Linked DNA regions of Anser cygnoides: region 2 is linked to region 1. The links are chromatin contacts, called in public Hi-C maps. All regions are on one chromosome and are shown on one strand. The core of a region is the stretch at or near the end of the contact, and the rest is flanking DNA. Distances in the headings are between cores, read along the strand shown. Region 1 overlaps COL4A5 (collagen type IV alpha 5 chain). Region 2 holds the start of NXT2 (nuclear transport factor 2 like export factor 2).

What was found. Hi-C and Micro-C count contacts between places; a contact is called where the count stands out from the background.
Region 2: a Hi-C map of liver shows a contact between it and region 1, with 2.0 times the contacts expected there. The contact joins the promoter of NXT2 here to the enhancer-like site in region 1. A contact is called at or near these places in 4 of 7 Hi-C or Micro-C datasets (granulosa cells and liver).

Annotation. Positions count from the first base shown.
Region 1 is chr13:3,248,437-3,252,460 of Taihu_goose_T2T_genome, forward strand. COL4A5 (collagen type IV alpha 5 chain) reads left to right here. Exons shown (of 51, transcript XM_048070762.2): 3 at 3,889-3,978. Among named protein-coding and RNA genes, the nearest start is that of COL4A6, 30 kb to the left of the region's middle. Within about 2 kb of position 2,680, at least 1 of the 3 cell types and tissues checked has open chromatin away from gene starts, as enhancers often do.
Region 2 is chr13:3,400,324-3,404,559 of Taihu_goose_T2T_genome, forward strand. It overlaps NXT2 (nuclear transport factor 2 like export factor 2), which reads left to right and starts at 2,296. Exons shown (of 4, transcript XM_013185215.3): 1 at 2,296-2,427. The coding sequence starts at 2,395.

The DNA.
Region 1 (4,024 bases), core at 1,430-3,929:
TGTTTTTTGTTTGTTTTTCTCGTACTTTTAAAGTCTTGTTTCATGAGTATACCACATCTATGTAAATAACCTAGTTTCTCTCCTCATAAATCCTATAGCAAACATTTAGGTTTCGGGAAGAAATTTGAGACTTGTACATGACTGCATACCTTAGAATTGTACCTATCCCTGATTTTATAAATACTTCTGAGCTATTATTAGAGTCACTGGAACTATGCCCATTTTTTCCCATATCCCTGTTTAATAGGCTATATTTTGCTGTGACTTAAAGCACAAGTTTAGAGTGTTCTTAACTATTTTTTAATTCCTAACCCCAAAGCAATAGTCATGTTCAAGCATATAAGCTGATAGTTTTGCCACATTTGTGTAGCTGATTGAGGGCAATTGCACTGGGATGACTTTGGATTCGTCTGAGATCTGAATCTGACTCCTTGCTCATTCCCCAAGGTAATGATGGTTTATAGCTGAGAAATCTTTATTCTGCTATTAAAAGAATCCTGTACCTTCAGGACTAGGAGATGAGATCTGAGTTGACCTAAACCTTTCCTGTATATGTTTTTCTTCAGTAGCTTCAAGTCCAAACCAGAAAATATCCAGAGTTTCTCAGTTTCCTGTGCAAGTAGAACTGGCTGGCAAATCTGTCAGTTTTTGTATCTGTAAGAAAATATATTGCATGCTACCCAGGGACGTGAAGCTCACTCCTAACAATATAGGATCCTTTCATTGCCTTTGTCATTTCAGTGAAAAATTTGAAATATCTTTTCTCTTTCAATGTGTGTTTGCAAGGCAGCAAGCATTTTTCTGTGGCAAATTCAGCATTGTAACATCTGAATCTTGATGAAAACAGTACAGTATATACAAGGTGTGCAATAGGAAAGTCTGGAAAAAAGAGCTGTGTCTAAAAACTGTTCTCAGTTATGGGATGCTTCTATGCAACATCGAATAGAAGATAGTTCAAAAAAAAAAAAAATCTGTGTTCCAGAGAGCTGGATCAGGTTAGTTTCTCCCCCTAACTTCCCTACCTTTACTTATCCAATCAGTTTTTTTGATCAAAGATAGTGGTTATAGTGCAAATATTTCCTTTATAACTAGCTGGATAGAGTTTCTTCAGGAAGCATTTGGTGCAATCCCTCATTTGTTCCTGGGTCTAGTCCTTCAAATCTTCTCGTCACTCTCAGGGTAATTTGCTGGAAACTCCCCTGGAGTTGCTCTGGCAACAGTTTCGTCACGTAATGCTCACATTGTAGCTGTTCACCTTCAAAGTGGGCCTGGAAAATGCTCATTTTGTAGTTTCAATAGTGCATCTGTTGCCTCCTGTGTTTCTTTTGTGTAATTGTTTGGCCTTGTATGTTTCCCTCTTTCACTTTTAAAGGTCTTGGTTTCCCAGCTCTGCAACAGCTTGCAGCGGAGACGTCAGGGTAGTTGCATTTTAGAGAACAGTTCTTCAGCAGCAGATGACACAAGGCCACCCCTCTGCTGAAAGTCAGTTCTAGTATCCATTTGCAGATGTTACTTTCTCTAAAATAAATAAAGGGGAAGTGTGAGCAAGTTGAGATTAATAGGCACAGCGTAGCCTAGCTAGTACCTGATCCATCTGACACACCTCTTGTATGCAAGTGTTTCCTTAGTGTGCAAGCACAGTTCTTGCCAGAGCTTGCTCCGAAGTCTGGCTCTGTCTGATGTTTTCTTTACTGGGCACTCCCAAATTCCTTATTCTGTCTCCTTTGGGGGCACACTAACCCTTTCATATCCTGGCCCAGGATAATAACACTCCTCCAGTCTTGCTTTTCAGATGAGGCAGCATACTGGCTGTAGAGCTGCACACAGAAGCAGAGCCTGGCATCTCGTGTGCAAAAAGACAGTCTGGACTCCAGTTGTCAGACTTAAGCTAGCCTCAATTTATTTTGCAATCAACATTTCCCCAGGAGAGAAAAGATGTCTGCCTTGTACAGGAGAGCAGTATATGACCTAGAGTAACCGAGGAGCGTGTTTACCTCCTAATTACTAGGAAGCCAGCTTTAGCAGACCAGTTAATGAGCTGTCCATCCCTATCCAAGGAGTCTTTCTGAATCTCACTGTCTAGAGCTAAGGCTGCAGCTCAGGCTTGCTCACAGCCTTTAGGTTGTCATCCAAAGCAGTGTAGCAATTACTGGAAAAGCTGTGAGGAAGAGAGGCCGTGTTAGTTTTCTCTGATTTTGGAGGGGTTCCTGACATCTTGTGTTGAACACAACTGGTAGTTTCCTGTCCCCTGCAGTGAAATACAGAGCACCTACCCAAGTAGCACACTGAGAAAATTGGGATTTAAGAATGAAACCTAGTGCTATTATCTTGCTGAGTATCTGAAATCATGTTCAGTGTGGAGCTACCATGGAAAATAGAGGGGAGATAAGCAAAGCCATAATGTTGGCTTTTGCTTATTGTGTTCAAGGCTGCATTTGGATGCTTCTGTCTGCTTGCAAACCCCAGTTTTCAGTTCTCTGCTGACGTTGTCTTCTTGAAGATAAGAGATTCCTGCTTCAGTTCCTTCCCTTGACTGAGGATCTAGGCAGGGCCTCCTGGTTCCCTAGAGAATGTCATAGCTGGTAGACTGCCAGGTAATAGATGTGGGAGCTACTACTCCCATTCTTGCCGAAGCCGCACAAGAAGATAAAAATTCAAGATGAACAGAGAATACAGAAAAGAATGCACAGCCCTAACTGTATGATTAAGGTGCTTGTCAGGATGGAACAAATCCAGGCACAGGCCTCTTTCTTTGGTGGTTCATGTAGTTGTGAAAAAAATAATTGGGGCAAATCTACAGAAGTTGTTTTGCAGGTGGGACCCAAACGATCTGTAGAGCAATAGGGAATAATGCTGAGCAATTGCCTGTTTCGTAAGCATTGTTTTATGTACTGGTTGATATAACAGTGTACTGGTTGATATAACAGAGCTGTAGGAAATAGGTTTACACATTTGAAAAGCGTACAATAATCTATATGCAGAAAAAAAGTGTCCTAATTCTGATATTTCTGAACCATTCTGTACTTATCAAAACCTTAATATTTGCTGGTGTTTATGAATCTATTGTATAGAAGGAATACAAGTAAATATTTATTGAATTTGCAGCTATGAACACTCTGAAACTGCAGTAAAGTAGTGTATCGCAACACTGACAGGTTACAGGGTGCTGTGTGATGGTATGTGGTACAGGTATATTTGTTGTAATATTTATAAGCTGTTGTGATTTATCATTGCATAAATATTCAGCAAACTATGGTTGCTGATTAAGAGCTTATAGTTTTAGCATGAGGTGACAGATAAAAGGGATAAATGTTTCTTTGTTGTCTCTTGATTTAGATCATAAGCACTTTGGGCTGGAACCATCTTTACATTCTGTCTTTACACAGTGTTTAGCCGACAGTACACAACCAGGATCTCAGTTACTTTTATGTTACAAATAGCAATCTTGTATCTGTGAAATGATAATGAACAGCAGTCATAGTATAGCAGTAATCTATACCCTTAGGGAGTTTTTATGCATAGTGCAGTACAACGGAGTTTTTAGGAGAGACTTGGTGACTAACGAAGCCATGGTTTTATAGGAAGATGGGAGGGTTCTATGTATTTGGGAAGCACAGAAGAACTACTGTTGAATTATTTCTGTAAATAGGTAGCTTAAATAGTGGCTAATCATTCTATGAAACCTGTTTAAGTGGCTCAATTAAATGCAATGCGTGTGTACGTCCAGGAATTTCTGTAGCTAAGCAGGTGAGATGTTTAATCATGACGTTAATGAGTTTGTCTGTATGGTAACTTCCTACTGAAAGCAGACAAAGTGTGTTTTCTGAACATCTCTAATATTACTTGTACTTTTGCTGTATTATCTTCCCACACCCATTCTTTGTGTAGGGTGAAAGGGGATTCCCGGGCTTGGAAGGACAGCCAGGTTTGCCTGGATTTCCAGGACCAGAAGGACCTCCTGGTCCAAGAGGTCCAAAGGTAAGTCCCAATTTACTAGAATCGCGTGAAAATGCTAGTTAGCATT
Region 2 (4,236 bases), core at 1,046-3,545, 150 kb after region 1:
TCAGTCCTCTCCCCAGCAGTCCGATCACAGATGCATCTTTCCATTCCCAGTGTTTATCACCTTCAGTATACGATTTCTTCACAGTCAGCTGCACATAATCTTTAGTAAGTAATTGCAGGTCTCTTGAGTCTCTTCAGGTCTTTCCCTATTGTATACTGCATTATGCAAATTTAACTGGACGGCCTTACGACTCAACTTGCTCCAGCAAACCAGCAAGTTTCTTTTTTGCAAGTGCCTGGCTCAGTCCCTGCTATGGGAGCGCTGGATCTTGGTGCATTCTCCCCCCTGCCGGCTCCCGGCCGGCACAGCAGGCTGGGGAAAAGTCACTCCCACATGGAAAAAAAAAAAAGATACACATAGCAGAAGCATGAAGAGATCTAAAATATGTAGGAAATCAAGGACAAAGTGCTTATACATTGACCCATTTTTACATCCAGTCTTCCAAACACAATATAAGGTATGTTTGGCCAAGCTATCTGTGAAAGTAAGTGCAACTTGCTAACAAGTAAGTAAATAACGTGTGCGATTTCCACCTGGTTATTTGCCAGTAAATGAAATTGCATTCACAAATTAACATATAGAGCACATCATTATCATTATCTACTTGTAGCATAGCATGTAAGACCTCCTGAATATTTTCACAACTCTGGAAGATGCTGAAGAACCCAAACTCACTTTCTTTTTCTGCATAAAAATATTGAGGAATTATTTCACATTGCTGCCAGGCACTGCAGAGAGGCCATCTGAGGTCCAGACTAATTCTCCCAGGACAAGGTCAGTGCTGCTTCACAACACTAACATTAATGTTACAAGAAGCATGAAAAGGATCACCAAATTAATTATAATGGAGGGCCACAATAGTGCCATTTAAGTCCTGTTGTGCTCCAGGCTATTCTGTACTTGAACTGCTTTTCAGTCTTCACAATAAACAGACAACTGTTATTTTAGAAGCAGAAGGAAGAAATGCCATTCTCCTATGCTCCTCTGTAGACTGTTTTCAAACAGACCAATGTGAATAATACCATCTCCACCAGACTGTCCTAAATAAGGGAGTCAACTAATTGGCTGATTACCAACATGCGCTTTATCAACACCATAACACTGCTGGGTTGGTTTCTCTTTTCTTGCCCAAGGGCCAGTCATTGTAAGATATCAAACTCAAGCAACTAAAATGGTTTTGCTTGTAACCTTGGCTTGATTTAAAATACTGAGGCTGCCATTCAGTTCCTGCTCTCATAAGCTACTTTAACTGCTCATAGGAACTAGTCAGGTGTTGCTGACTATGCTGTCAAAATGCAACTGACACAGTGTCTGCTTGGCACTTCATTTCATACTAGAAATGTTGTTAGGGAAGTTTGTTTGTTTTTATTACTACCAATGACAGGGTCCAACCTTCATAGCATAGTTGCTACATAGGAGTGGGTTCTGCTGTATACATGACCGGTCTTTGCAAAAGCATGCTTGCATCAGCTTTACATCCTCTTTTTACCTGTCAGCCACATGTTTGGTGGAGCTGCTTGCTGCGTTAGCCGTGACTGTAAGCCATTTGAGATACAGTCTCTCTTTGTGATCTCTGTAGGACTTAGGTCTGTTTCACTGTTGGTACAGTCTCTGAAACAGGAATTTTCAGGAAAGTTATGCAGAAACTTCCGTTCTATTGCATGCTGTATAGTTCTGTCAAAAACATACTGCATTCTGAATGACTTTGCTTCCTTGTGATTTTAATAGGGGTGTTTATGTCTCAGTGTTTTGCCAAACAGAATACATCGAATTATCTTATTTTGGGAGTTTGGCATGATACAGCAGTATATATGCATGTTGTTACATAACCTGTCCGAATATTTGAAATAATTGCAGGCACTTCTCAGAACAATCAGGTTTAAGTACTTGAGGACAAAGAGCAGGTAACAACAAAGGCACATAATAATCCAGAGAAAAACACGTTTAATAAACCCATTTGTAAAAAACAACTCTTTTTTGGTGGTCAGATGGCATTATATACATATAATCTCCATGCCACTCGAATGTAACTGGGCAAAAAGAGTGTAATTTGGTCCTAAACTCATGAAGAATAGATGTTTTTAAACTAGCATCTTAAACAAACTAATATACATATATAGTACAAACATAGACTTATGAAAAAAGAAAACCAAAAAACACTTCCTATACAAATTTTTTGTACAAAGTGTTTCTTGACTTGTTTGCAGCTGTTCCAGTGACAGTTAGAGAAAATCTTGACCGCGACTGAGGCTTAGATTGCCTGAAGTAGATCCATCCCATGCTTCTCTTTCAACGTTTGCTGTTGCTGTTCTTCTTCCGCCCTCTGTGTCTTGGAGTCACACACTGAACTCGAGTGGTGAACGGATCTGCCTGAAAAATCACACAGGAGAAATAATGGCCAAGTGTCCTGAGCCATACCGTAAACAGGTATGCCAGTAAAACAAAGGGACTGCTTAAGTTGGCACTGACACAGGAAAAGTTCATGTGAAACCACTCCCTGCAGATCTAAGAAGAAAATAGCAGCTGTTAAGTGGAATCTGTGTGAAGGAAACAGAGTCTCTTACACTTAGTTAAGAAGTTGTGAATTTTAAGTTTACAAGTGAGGAATCACAAAGAGCAAGTATAAAATTCCCTGATGCTAATGTATACATACCTCTGTTTATCACCTTCAGGTTTTAAAGCAAGCAACTTTGAATTGCTTTGCCCTTGAACTCTTCTTTAAAACAGCTGCTGTAGCAAATGTGCTCTGCTGTGCCCTTGAACAGGTGTAACAGGTGCCTGCAGAGCTGGCACCAGGGAACTGGCTGGGAGTGCTCTCGTGTTGGAGGACAGAGCAGGAGATACCTTGCGTTAGCATCCCACAGTTACACTGCATCGTGTGTAGAGTCAAACTGTGCGGAACAGAAAGGCAATACTGTGGAGTCCCGTGGAGCTGGGTGCTTTGTACCTGTGGCTATATCGAGAACACAGATAGTGTATCGGCACTGTGGCATCGAGCAGTAATACGTTAGATGTTCTGTGCCTGTAGCATTTTCTTCTCACTGTAGAGTGTTTTTAAGGAAGAACACGGAGAGCAGAACATGACAACAAATAGATGAAAAAATACAGAGAGGGTTGGTTTCTTAGAGAATGAAACAACTCAAATCTACAGATTAACTATTAGCTTAAAGTGTTTGGTTTTGCTAGTACTGAAAAGCAGAACTGCAGGTGCAAGTTCTTGTTTCTTTTCCACTGCTGCGCTCTGGATGCCTTTGTGTTTCTGAGGCTTAAACGTGCTGAAGGCAGATTCAGAGGTAAAGCAGATCTGCAGTGAGTGGGCTGCTCTCTTTGTGTGCACCCATGGCTGAGGGCACTGCTGGGGGAGCAGCTGCGCAGTATTTTGGCTTAGTGTCTTCTCTCGCATTACCTTGTTAACTAGGGATGCTATGCTGAGGATAGTGCTTGTAGCTATAGGGGAGAACACACGAATGAATGAAATTATGACTAATAGCTTCACTTGGGCCTGAGAAAGAGCTGAGGAAGAATAATGGTGCAAAGTGCAGCTCTGGTTAGACCTTTATTTTGAGAAAAGTGCAGTGGAAGCCAAGGTGCTTGGACTCGCTGAGGATTTCTACTCAGCCACCTTCACACATGACTAGTATTTTCTCCAAAAACCTTTACAAACAGCATTGAGGTCAGCTCAGTGTTGGCACCCCTGGCCTACTATAAATACACGGTGTGCTCCAAATGGCTCTGGGCAGGGAGATCCTTCCCCGGAGGTCAGTTCCTGCGGGTGGGCGTAAAGCAGTGCAGTCACGTTTCCTGGTGCCAGCCTCACGTATAAAACCGGGGGCTCGGAGGTGACCATTAGGGCTCTGGAGAAAATCCTGGGGTCGTGCTCCGCGTTCAGCAGGAGTCAGAAAAGCGAACGGGATGCTAGGAATTGCCGGGAAGCCGAGCAGCGTGCCCTTAGGCCTCCGTAGAGAGAAGTGGCGCACCCTTCAGGGCTCCCGAGCCCTACACAAAGCCCGCAGCCTGGGTAAACCCCCAGGAATAAACCCGTGGGCACACACGAGTGCCCCAAGCCCACCGCCGGGGCAGGCGCCGAGCTCCGCGGCGCTCGCCCGGCGCCTTTCTCAGCCTCGCAGCGGGGCCGGGCCTCGAACCCGCGGCCCCCGGGTTCCCGCGCGGGCGGAAGCGGCGGGTCCCTGGAGCGGCGCACGTCCGGCCCCGCCCGCCCGCCGCTCGCGCGCCTCG